Linked DNA regions of Rattus norvegicus: region 1 is linked to region 2. A link is a contact called in public Hi-C data. All regions are on one chromosome and are shown on one strand. Each heading gives the region's core, a stretch centred on a gene start, on an enhancer-like site or on the middle of the called end of the contact. The rest is flanking DNA. Distances are from core to core; before and after follow the strand shown. Region 1 holds the start of Golph3 (golgi phosphoprotein 3). Region 2 overlaps Mtmr12 (myotubularin related protein 12).

The links. A called contact is a pair of places that touch in the nucleus more often than the background predicts.
Region 1: a contact with region 2 is called in a Hi-C map of Schwann cells, with 4 times the contacts expected there. The contact joins the promoter of Golph3 here to the enhancer-like site in region 2. A contact is called at or near these places in 5 of 12 Hi-C or Micro-C datasets (the A7r5 cell line, the Rat2 cell line, Schwann cells and 2 more) and 1 of 1 datasets of contacts at active chromatin or transcription factors (oligodendrocytes).

What each region holds. Positions count from the first base shown.
Region 1 is chr2:63,073,131-63,079,138 of GRCr8, forward strand. Golph3 (golgi phosphoprotein 3) reads left to right here and starts at 1,947. Exons shown (of 4, transcript NM_023977.2): 1 at 1,947-2,280. The coding sequence starts at 2,056.
Region 2 is chr2:63,011,483-63,017,220 of GRCr8, forward strand. Mtmr12 (myotubularin related protein 12) reads left to right here. Exons shown (of 16, transcript NM_001415035.1): 14 at 2,117-2,284; 15 at 3,158-3,319. Among named protein-coding and RNA genes, the nearest start is that of Golph3, 61 kb to the right of the region's middle. Within about 2 kb of position 3,154, at least 40 of the 93 cell types and tissues checked have an H3K27ac peak or open chromatin away from gene starts, as enhancers often do. A contact at or near this core is called in Schwann cells, where this site is marked.

The DNA.
Region 1 (6,008 bases), core at 697-3,196, 60 kb after region 2:
TGAAGTCTGAATTGGAAAGTCATGTACTGGCATACGAATAGACAAATCCAGAACATAAGAGTTATGTCTGGGGCTGGGGTAGGGTGGAGAGTGGGAATCAAGAGATCTACCGCTTGAAGTTTAAGTCACATTCAAGATGAAGGTGATTGGGATTCACATTTAAAACAACTGTGGCTGGGTGGTGCTGGTGCTGTGCTGGCATCTAGCTACCTACCTACCTGTCTGTCTATCTATCTATCTATCGAATCTATCTAGTGTTATATGTGTGTTGCTCTTACCTGTGCATGAACTTGGAGAGGCCAGAGATTGGCCTCGGGTATCCTCTTTAACTGTTTCACAAGCTTCCAAGATCTGTCTTTCTTAGCTCCCTAGGGCTGCTATTATAGAAATGTACTTGTGCCCATGAACTCTGGGATTTGAACTTTGCTCCTCACGAGAGCGCAGCAAGCAGTTTACTCACTGAGCCCTTCACTGGGCCCTCACAGTTTCTGAGGCAAGGTTTCTTACTGGGGCCTAGGCGCTTGCCCATTTGGCTAGGCTCACTGGCAAGGCAGCTTCCAGGAATCCGACTCTGCCTCCCGGATGCCAGTTTCTAATTTGTCCTCAAGCACTATACCCACTGACCACCTCGGCAACGAAGCTTCACATTTTACCCCATTTAAAAATCTCCATCGGGAGAGGAGCAACTGGCTCAACAGGCACAGCCTGTATACACAGCTTTGTACTTTTTGGATTTAACCTTATGAGTTAAATAACCAGTTAATTTACAAAGAACATTTAAAGCCAGTTGGCAAAGAATGACCTGAAAGGTGAAGGAACAAAAAGGTGACGTTATTGGAAGAAACTGGCTGAGGACAAAATGCTTTTGCAGGAAAAAGGGTTGAGGGTGGGAGGACCTACTGGGACTTATTGTCCACCTAGGAGTTGAGACAACGTATTTATGGGGGGTGGGGCGGGGGAGTCTGTCTAAACCTGTTTTACTCACTGCCTAAGGTTACTGTTTATTTTAAATAATACTGGATGGATCTACGATACCGTTTTTGGATAATGTTTTCTCACAAGTCCCGCCCTTCTTCTTCTCCAAACCCCTCTCGGGTTTGGCAGCTTTTCCTTTAACTTGATTTGCACAAACTGCCAAGCAAGCCAAGAGGATTTAACCTAGTAATTACATCGAAATAGATTTAGGGCTACAAAGACGTGGCATGAAACTCAAGAGGTTTACTGTCGCCATAAAAGGATCTTAAGGTCAGCTGTACAGTTCGCCGAGGCTACTTTACAACCGCCGTCAGAGGTAGGGAATACAAACTTTTACAAACGCAGTTCGTCAATTTGTTTAACCTCTCTACGCCAGAGCACAGTACATGAACACCTTTTGAAGCCCGAGAGTTAAGTTCCTCAGGCGGAGAGCCAAGCCCTTCCTGTAGGTAGTGGGGACCCGGGGCCACATTGGCTCAGCGCCTCGGAGGACTGATCCCCGGGGATGCTAAGGGCTCAGTGGGGTCCGCCCTCGCCTGGTCAAGGCTTCTGGGATCCAGGAGAGATCTTGCTGGTCGCTGGCGCCAGGCTGAACCATGAGCATGAACTGTGAGGCGGATGAAAGCCGGAGGCCACCGATCCCAACCACACTTTTCTAGACCCAGGGTTTGGCTTGCTCAAGAGCTCAAGTGTCCGCTGGGGCCGGAGGCGGCTAGCCACTCCCCTCGCTCGCGCCGCTTCCGGTACCCCGGCCCCGCCCCGCGCTGGCGCTGCCACATCCTCCGGTGACGTCAACGCGCGCCGCCATATTGGGAAGTGCCACCGCCGCCGCCTCCGCTCGGGCTCCTGGGCTGTGTGGGGCCACAGCCGCGGGCTGAAGGCTCCCTTGTGTATCCCATCGACGCCTGGCGCGCCCGCTTCGCTCAGACCCGGCTCCTCATGACTGCCTTCGGACCCGCAGCCCACGGACATCGCCCCAGCTCCGAGAATTAACACGGAAGCTCCTGGGGCCGGGACCGTGAGGGAGAGCCGGCCGGTCCCGCGTCCCTGTCGGTCTGGCGCGGCTCTTCGGCTGGAGCCATGACCTCGCTGACCCAGCGGAGCTCGGGCCTGGTGCAGCGGCGCACCGAGGCCTCGCGGAACGCTGCCGACAAGGAGCGGGCGGCGGGCGGCGGCGGCGGCAGCGGCGAGGATGAGGCGCAAAGCCGCCGCGACGAGCAGGACGACGACGACAAGGGCGACTCCAAGGAAACGCGGCTGACCCTGATGGAGGAGGTGCTCCTGCTGGGCCTCAAGGACCGAGAGGTGCGGGCGCGACGGGCCGGGCGGGGTGGCGGCGGGGGCGCAGGACCCAGGTGGCTCCAGGTGGGCGCCGGCCGAGGCCTCACCTGTCCCTGGTTGCGGAGCCCCGCGACCCTGATCGCCCTACTTGTCCCAAGGAATGTGGGAGTCAGCCCCTCTCCGGCGGGGCCCTGTGTGTTCCAGATCCACTCCAGTACCGAGTGCTTGGGGTTTTTCCTTCCTCTGTTCACAAGCACTCTTAGTTCCTAAGTCTTGGCAATCTTTGCTTTTCTTTTTCGCTTTCTGCCGCAAATGATTGCAGTTCCAACCCGAGACTGTTGAGATCCAAAGACCTGGGGCTACCGCTGCTCTCAAGTGTTGAGTTTTTGCAGCTTGTAAGACCTGGGAGAGGTTCACCGGTCTACTTGCTTTCGGCCTCTTTTTTATGTAAAACTTGAGTTGCGGCATGCTGTTAAGAATTAGCAAAGTTATTTTACTGAGCATTGTTTTAAAAAGTCAATACCAAGTTGTCGTAAAACCCTGGAAGTAACTTTTTAGATGAACTTGGTTTGAGTGAGCGAAGAGTTAGTATTACTGTTAGTAGATCTGTTGTCTCAGTTTTGCCATTTTAAGGGAGGGCTTGTGAAGTGCTGGGAAAAAAATACCAAGTTTGAGCTTTGATGAAAGGCTGCAAAGATTTAGGCTTAAGTTGTATTCTGACGTTTGGAAAGGTCCCTTGCACCCCAAATATTTAGGAATTTTACACATAGAAGTTGAAAATATGCTAGTGACCGTCTCTTTAATATCTATAATCTATAATCATCTATAAAGGTGATTATTTTTAAAGACAGACTTGCAGGTTTGGATGTTTCATAAATCGCGTACGATGAGTTGGCCCGGAAGTTTGTTTTGTTTCAGTGTGGTAAAACTCTAGACAACACATTTTATGAGTCAGACAGAAAGGTATTAGATCTTGTTTTTAAATGTTTTCAGAATTCAGGAAAGAGGGCAAACAAACAAACAAGCCGAAAACCCAATTCATCCCTGTAAAACAGTTTTCTAGTTCCTCAGACTGAGCAGCGGTAGAAAGATGAGTTTTTCCAGGGACTGTTCGTGATTCCCGGATATTAGATACTACACGGGGAAGTGCTTCTTTATGCCTTAATACCATTCAGCTTGAAAACGCTGAATGGCCCTCTGACTGTAAAAGGGGCACAGTACCTGTTTAATTACAGTTATAATGAGGAAAGTAAGTGGTATGTGTGTTTCATTTTTTGTTTTGGGGTGAAAAGCTAGATGTTAGTGCCATGGTAATGCAACTTTAGGAAGTATTAGATTTAGAAAGCAGATTTCTTGTAATAGACATTTATCTTTCCCTCCCTCCCCACTTTGGAACAAAACAGATTATGAGACATTTTTACAAAATACAAGAAAAGCTAAGTGAAGGCTACATTCCTGGGTCAGCATTTTGGTTCTGTGCAATAGAACTCGGTAAAGCTACAATGGAACAAAAAATTGGTTTTGGTATTGTCGCATTGAGAAACTGGTGAGAAAGTAAGTACCTTTTATTTTAGAGTCCTTACTCTAACTTTCTAAAATAAAGCTGTCAGCAGTTACTTTCCTGTGATTGGTTCCCATGAAAATAATCTGAAGATTTTTTTTGAAATTTAATGCTACAACATTTATCTAGTATTTTTCAAAGAGTTGAGGTTCTTTGATGCCAGGTAACTGGAACCATCTGTTGGGGTTATTTTGTATAAATAATAAGTATACTTCATAAGTCCTGGCCAAGGTTTGGGGGTGAGGTGGGCATTGATTTTTAAAAAATGTAGGCATGACCAAGAAGTGGTGGTGTGGCGGGGGTGGGGTTTGCATTGTCATCTTGGTTTTAGAATTCTCTTGTATGTAATTCTTCTTTCATTAAGTGTCTTATATACTAGTGACCAGTTCTGTTCTTTTTTTTTTTTTTAAAGATTTATTTATTTATTATGTGTAAGTACACTGTCACTGTCTTCAGACACACCAGAAGAGGGCACCAGATCTCATTACAGATGGTTGTGAGCCACCATGTGGTTGCTGGGAATTGAACTCAGGAGCCGTCAGTGCTCTGAACCTCTGAGCCATCTCTCCAGCCCTAGTGACCAGTTCTATAAACGTATCATCTACTTTTTGAGGGAAGTTCCCCCTTGTCTTTTTTTTTTTTTTTTTTTAAGATGAAGTCTTGGTTTCCTGCCTCTGTTTCCCTAGTCACTTAAGCCTGTTTGTTAAATATGTTATGAACTAAAGTTGTAGGGCTGGGAATCTAGCTCAGTTGATAGAGAGCTTTGGACGGAGTTCTGAATTTGATACCCTTCCCTGCACAAACTGGATTTGGAAGCTCATGCCTATAATTCCACTTGGAAGGCAAGAATATCAGAAGTTCAGGGTCATCTTCGCCCACATAGAAAGAGGCCAGCCTGGGCTCGCTCCCTCCCTCCCTCCCTCCCTCCCTCCCTCCCTCCTTCATCCATTTACTTATTTATTTTTGAATCTCAGGGCTTCTCCATGTAGTCCTGGCTGTTCTGGAACTCTGTAGACCAGGCTGGCCTTGAATTCACAGAGGTCCTTCTGCTTCTGCCTACAAAGTGCTGGGACTAAATGACATGTGCCACCACTGCCTAATAGGATTGCTTATTTGTTTCTTGTTTTTTTTTTTTGTTTGTTTGTTTTTTTTTTGTTGTTTTTGTTTTTTTTTAGATAGGGTCTAATGAAGGCCAGGCAGTGAATCCTCTCTGGATCCTCCTGTCTCTCTCTTTCAAATACTAGGGTTACTGACAGCTTCCAGATGGCTTCTTGAAGTATCTCCTAGTGTTTGTGTGTGTGTGTGTGTGTGTGTGTGTGTGTGTGTGTGTTACAGTTTTATCCAGTCAGGAAAAAGAGTAGTAGACTGAAAGGGCATTCTGGAGACCTTTTCAGAGCAGCCTTCTTGTGTGTACTGAGTTCTTGAATGTTTTTGTTGTTGTTTTGTTTGTCTGGGTTTTCTTTTTTAGTTTTCTTCCTGTTTTTTTCTAGTGTGTTTTTTTTAACTTTTTTTTTTCAGTCACCTGATTTTCTAAGGTTTAATAGCTTTTAGTAACATCCTCTTTAAGGTGCATGTCTAATGTTGTTAAGAGCTCTACTGCAGTGAAGCTTAAAAAGTGTGTAGTGATTAAGCTGGGTTTGTTTAGAGAAGAGATGATATTTGGCATGCCTCAGATGTACTGTATAGCCTGGTGGTTCTTGAATTTGAGGTCTTCTTGAATTGGTGACCCTTCCTCTCCTCCCTGCCTCCTCAGGACTGAGATAATAGGGTGGGTGTGCCCCAGACTTAGGAAGTTTAAACCATGAAACTGACTTTCTTGTTTTCACACTGTCCTCAAAGACGAGTTCATTTTGAAATTACTTGTAGAACACAGTACTTATCAAGATGTATAACTGTTTTGTAAAAATATTACCACTATATATGAAGTTAATGTAAAATAGTTCTGTTCTCAAATCTGTAAGACAGTTTATTCAGTTCATTTTCAGAATTTCAAGATGTGTTTTTTTTTTTTTTTTCTTTCTTTCTTTTTTTTTTTTTTTTTTTTGGAGCTGGGGACCGAACCCAGGGCCTTGAGCTTGCTAGGCAAGCGCTCTACCGCTGAGCCAAATCCCCAACCCCTCAAGATGTGTTAAAAGTAAAAAAAAAAATCTCATAAAAGCTTCAGAGTTTTGAATTTTATAATTTCTTTTCT
Region 2 (5,738 bases), core at 1,904-4,403:
TTGTTTGGGGTTTGGGTTTTTGGTGATACTGTCTAAGGTTGGCTTTGAACTCGAGTCTTCCATCTCAACATCCCAGGTAACTGGGATTCTGTGAACGCACCACCACTCACCCTAGGTTGCTTCCCTTTGCATGACTGGCTCGACTGGCTCAGCCTCTCTGTCAGAGAATTGTTTTGTGTTTTTTATTTTATTTTAGACAAGGTGTTACATATCCCAGTCTGGTCTCAAACTCATTATGAAGCCAAGGATGACGGTGAAGTTCAATCCTTGTGTCCATCTCCCAAGCATGGGGATTAGAGCCATATACTAACACAACCAGTTTTATGTCTCCAGAGCCACATCCCTGCCTGAGTTAACAAGCAGTTTGCCTCTGGATTGTAGTGTCCTTTTTTTAGGCAACAGCAACACAAATTCCTTGGTTCTAGTGAAAGGAAAATTGGACCTAGCCTTACCTGATTAAGTCATCTTTAGAGTGAACAAACACATGCTACTAGTGTGAATTGTGGCTTCTCTTTTCTCGATAACTAATCAGCATGTTTGTCTGTGATGCAGAACAGCCTGGCTTAGCGTGCTGTGTGACTAGAGCACCTTGGCTCCTGTTCTTCCGGGCTTGACAGGTTCCTGGGGATACTTGGGCCTGTGTTACTGTGTCACTCAGTTTCTTTCAGGCCAGACCTATGCTCTTCTGTATGCTATCAAACTTAAGAGAAACCACCATTTCTTAGTCTGAGAGGGACTTGGAAGAAGTAATTTGAAAGGCTAATAAGATACACATACTTTGATAGGCAAAGAGGAGGTGATACTGTTTGGAAAGATGTGATTTTTTTGCATGTCTTATCAAAGGGAGACTGACAGGATCTGTATCTTGTTGGGAAAGAAGCCAAAAGAAGGCCTGTGCTCACCCCCTTTAGGGTTGCTGACACTTAAGATCCCTTGCCCTTACTATACAGTGAGGTTTGTATACTTGATGTTCATATATTTAGCTCATACATATATGCCTCTAATCCCAGAGCCTGGGAGATGGACACAAAAGGATTAAACTTGACGTTCATCCTTAGCTACGTGATGAGTTTGAGACCAACCTGGGATACGTAATGCCTTAATGGTATTTTCCATAATGTGTAGTATGAAGCCTGTTAAGAACCAACATGCTGGAGTTCTGAAGGAGAACTGGCTGCTGTGATTTGTGATATTACTGATGCAGAGCTGGCCTTTTATCCAATAATTCTTACCACCTTTTTACCAGTTCTGTGTGAGGCCTGCATCTCTCTACTCTTACAGAAGGTAGACACTGTCACATTCTTGCCTTACCTTGTTACAGAATCACTGGTGGATCATAAGTGCAGTACAACTGAGAAACAGGGTCAAAAGAGGACCCAGTTAACAAAACACATTTGAACGTAGGGTAGGAACCCATTATGCAGCTTTTGCCTTTGCCTGCAAGACCCTCTCTGATTGGTAAAGAGGGGAACATTCTCCTGCTGAGTCTCCAGCACCATCCCCACCTGTTAACATGGGGTGGGGGAGAGGAGGTCAGGAATGCCCCCATACACTGTTTTTCTTGACAAAGTGTAAAGTGATAGTCATTATGATGTCCTCGTTTTGCAGTTGAATTCTCTGAAGAAGGATAGAATTCACTAGCTGGGCAGTGGTGGTACATGGCTTTATTACTAGCACTCAGGAGGCAGAGACAGGCAGATCTCTGAGTTTGAGGCCAGCCTGGTCTATAGAGCAAGTTCCAGCACAGCCAGGACTATACAGAGAAACTCTGTCTTGAAAAAAACAAAACAAAAATAAAACCCAACAACAACAAAAAAGTAGTTCACTTAATTGGAGTTCAGAATTAGTGTTCTCTATCACCAAAGCTAATTGCAGCCTCTTGTGTGTTAGTGCAGATACGTTATGCATTATTAGGTACTTACCTCTGGCACAGTGGTACTTGAGATGCTGATGCTAACCAAGGGAGATAGTCTCCCTGAGAATGTTCATCACGTGGAATAGGTTGTCTATCTGTCAGAGAGACAGGGTTGAGAAGCTCCTGATGGCTGTCTGCTGAGCTCAGGACAGGCCTTGCTGGACGTAGGCTTGCTAAGTAGTGTGTCTTGTTTCCACATAGGTCCCTGTGTTCCTGCTTTTCTTGGACTGTGTCTGGCAACTGGTGCACCAGCATCCCCCGGCATTTGAGTTCACAGAGACATACCTGACTGTTCTGTCAGATAGCCTGTATATACCTATTTTTAGCACCTTCTTCTTCAATTCACCTCATCAAAAAGATACTAACATGGTAAGAGTCCCTCTTAAAGACCCCTGTGCCAAAGAAGCTGCATCTCACAGACTCCATGCTTAATTAACCGTGACTCTAAAAGTCATAAGTATTCAAGGTATCCCAGCTATTCCTCCTAGGAAAATATTTAATATACATAAGAATATATAAATATATATATACATACACACATATATACATACATATATACATATATACATTATGTATATGTATATGTATATACATACATACATACATACATGAAGCTTGAAGCACAATAAATATCTAGCCCAAGAATATATATTGTAAGTATTAAGATAAAAGGAAATTTTGGAGTTTGGGAATTAAGCCAAATTAAAAGTTACTCTTTTTGAAGGTAGAGCAGATGTCCTCTGTTCATTGCCTTATGTACTCTAGGTATCTGTTCATCTCTGTGCCTTCATCTAGCCCTCTCCTGCTTTGTGACGGACTTCGAGTTGCTAGATTGCCAAGTCCGAGGAGGAAGCAGGAACAGTGGAAGCTGGCATCTTAGATAGCCCTGGGTTCCGTGACAGCCTTGCAACCTGCCAGCTTCATACCCTCAGGCAGTTCACTTGTGTTCTCTTAGCCTTGGTTTCCTCAGATGTCAAATATGTCAAACATGGGAAGTAGGGGTTAACTCACAAGGTTGGGAAGGAACCCAGCCTCAGAGCTGACATAGACCACTGGGAATATGGGCCTTCCACCATCCTCCCTGCCAAGGGCATCTACCTTGAGAAACACAGTGCCTACACAAGCGTTCGTTGTCAACCCTGGCTGAGCCTTCTCCCTGAAGCCTGTCTTTTCTGAGAATGAGTGTTTGCTTCCCAGCCGTCCCTGGAAGCTGTGCTGACGTCACTATGCTTGTTCTGGCAGGGCAGGGAGAGCCTGGATGCACAAAGCAAGCCTTTGACGCTGCTCACCGTGTGGGATTGGTCAGTACAGTTTGAACCCAAAGCACAGACTTTGCTCAGAAACCCTCTTTATGTGGAAAAGCCAAAACTGGACAAAGGCCAGCGGAAAGGATCACGTTTCAAAGTAAGATGTGCTGTCTTAACCCCACCCCACCCCCATCTCCACCAGCTCCTCCATCCTGTATATGTGAGGACAAAGGCCACTTTATGAATCTCTCTGTGGGTGTGTTACCTCTTCCTATGGCCTGCAGTTGGGATCTGTGGTTCTCAGGTTATTGATAAGACATGTCACTGAGACTGCTGTGGCTGTGGCTGTGCTGCTATGCATGGAATTGCACCTCTTACCTGTCTCCGTGTGTGGCTGGTAGATAAGGGGGTGTTGATTAGGAAGGGTTACCACTCATTTGCCAGTTCATAGGTTTCATAGCAAGACCTTGTCTTTGTTTTTAATAAAAACTTTACTATTTTACATGCATGCGTGTTTTATCTAATATTTGTCTGTTTACCACATATGTGTCTGGTGCATATAGAACCCAGAAAAAAGGGCGTCAGATCCCCTGGAATTGGGCTTCTAGTCAGTTGTGAACCTCCATGTGAGTGCTGGGAACCAAACCTGAATCTTCTGGAAAATCAGTCAGTGCTTTTAACCACTGAGCCATCTCTCTAGCCCAAGACTTGTCTTTTTTTTTTTTTTTAAGATTTATTTATTTATTATATATAAGTACACTGTCACTGTCTTCAGACACACCAGAAGAGGGCATCAGATCTCATTACAAATGGTTGTGAGCCACCATGTGGTTGCTGGGATTTGAACTCAGGACCTCGGGAAGAGCAGTCAGTGTTCCTAACCTCCGAGCCATCCCTCCAGCTCCCAAGACTTTTCTTAATAAACCTGTAAACTGAGAGTGGCAAGCATCGTGTAAAGGTCTGTACTGTCCCCAGCACTACCTACTCTACTGCAGTGGGATAGCTGTGTCCCAGTGTTTTCCACAGTTGTCACCCTCCAGCTTTGGCCCATGGACTAGAGTTTGCCAGCCAGTACCCTAAACCACATAAAACAAGTCCTTATTTCCCTTTAAGACATATTTGTTCCTGATTTTGCTGATTATCATGCCCCAGAGTGCTCTAACTGATGCACGGTTTGGTCTGCATTCTGTCACCTAGCCCAGAGTCTCTCAGATCCCTTAGGCTCTCAGAGCAGAGCGATGGCAGAGCTACACCTGTGCATGTCATTCTCTTTCCCATCACTGTCCTGCCTATCCCGCCTGATTCTCGGGGCTTCTAGGAGCCTTACCAGTTCAGGTTCTAGCTGAGAAAGATGGGGTGCAGGTGAGCTATGGCCAGTACTTAGAGACAGTGTCAGCTGCTGGGGACTAGACCTGCCATGTCACCCTCTTAGCTGCCCTGAAGCCCAGCATGGATGCTGATCTTTTCTTCTGGTAGAGCAAGATTGCTGCAAAGAGATGAGCTTTTCTGTGGTGTGTTGTGCCCCCTGGTGGCAGCCTGCTTGTCCTCTGGAGAGAGCTGGACTAGAGTCACAGAGCTGACTGGTACCTGTGGGTCAAGGAGCCACTGGGACAGCTAAGCACCCCTTTTCTGATGTCCTCGCTGTCTCTTCTTATAGACAGTGGCAGGTGATGTTGGCTCTAGGAGAGGCTGGGAGGGAAGATTCGAGCCAGAGGACAGGAGGATTGCAGGCCGAGTAAATGGGGAAGGGTTGGGGCAAGCAACATTGCAGGGACTGACATGAAACTCACTGTATAATCCAAGCTAGCCCTAAACTTCTGGCAGCCTCTGGTCTCAGCCTCCCGAGCATGGAATTACAGGCGTCAACCACTCCTTACAGCTCTCCTCCTTTGAGTGAATCCTTAAGAACAGAAGAATTGGCAGAAATAACCTTCTCCTACATTTATTTGTACCTTTTCCTTTGAGCATTGATGAATCCCCATAACCTCTGACCTATCTTCATAACCCTCTCATGGTGTACCCAGAATATAATACCTTGCTTTGTTCCTGAGAAAGCTAGCAAGCAGGAACAAAACTTAAGTGCTCTCATGTTTGCTGCTCTGAGCAGCCTGTCAAACAAGAATAGCTGGCCCAGTGAGCCCATTCCTCTTAGCCAGCGCCTCTGCTGCTGTTGCCTGTTGCCCTTGTTCAAAAGAGACGTTAAGACTTCAGCTGGAATTCACTGGGTGCCTGATAAGCTAAAGGTTATTTTGTCCATGGGATCATATCTTCAGGTGGTCAGTACTGATGCCTGAAGAAGTGCAGAAGATTCTGTAGTCAAGAGCTCTCAAAAAAGAAAAAAAAAGAAAGAAAGAAAAAGGGAAAGAAAAAACAGTGCTAGGCGTCAGTGACTGCAGGAGAAGGATGCCAGTGCTCCTGACCAGACTGATCTACACAGTAGACTGAGGGGTCCACAGTGGCCAAGGCTGTGCAACAGAACTGTGTCTCAGAAAGCCCCCAAGACTGGCCTAATCATTAACTTGTGTTAAACCGGTTCCGGCAAAGTACTTTGTGTCCATTGGTCTCAGAAGGACCAG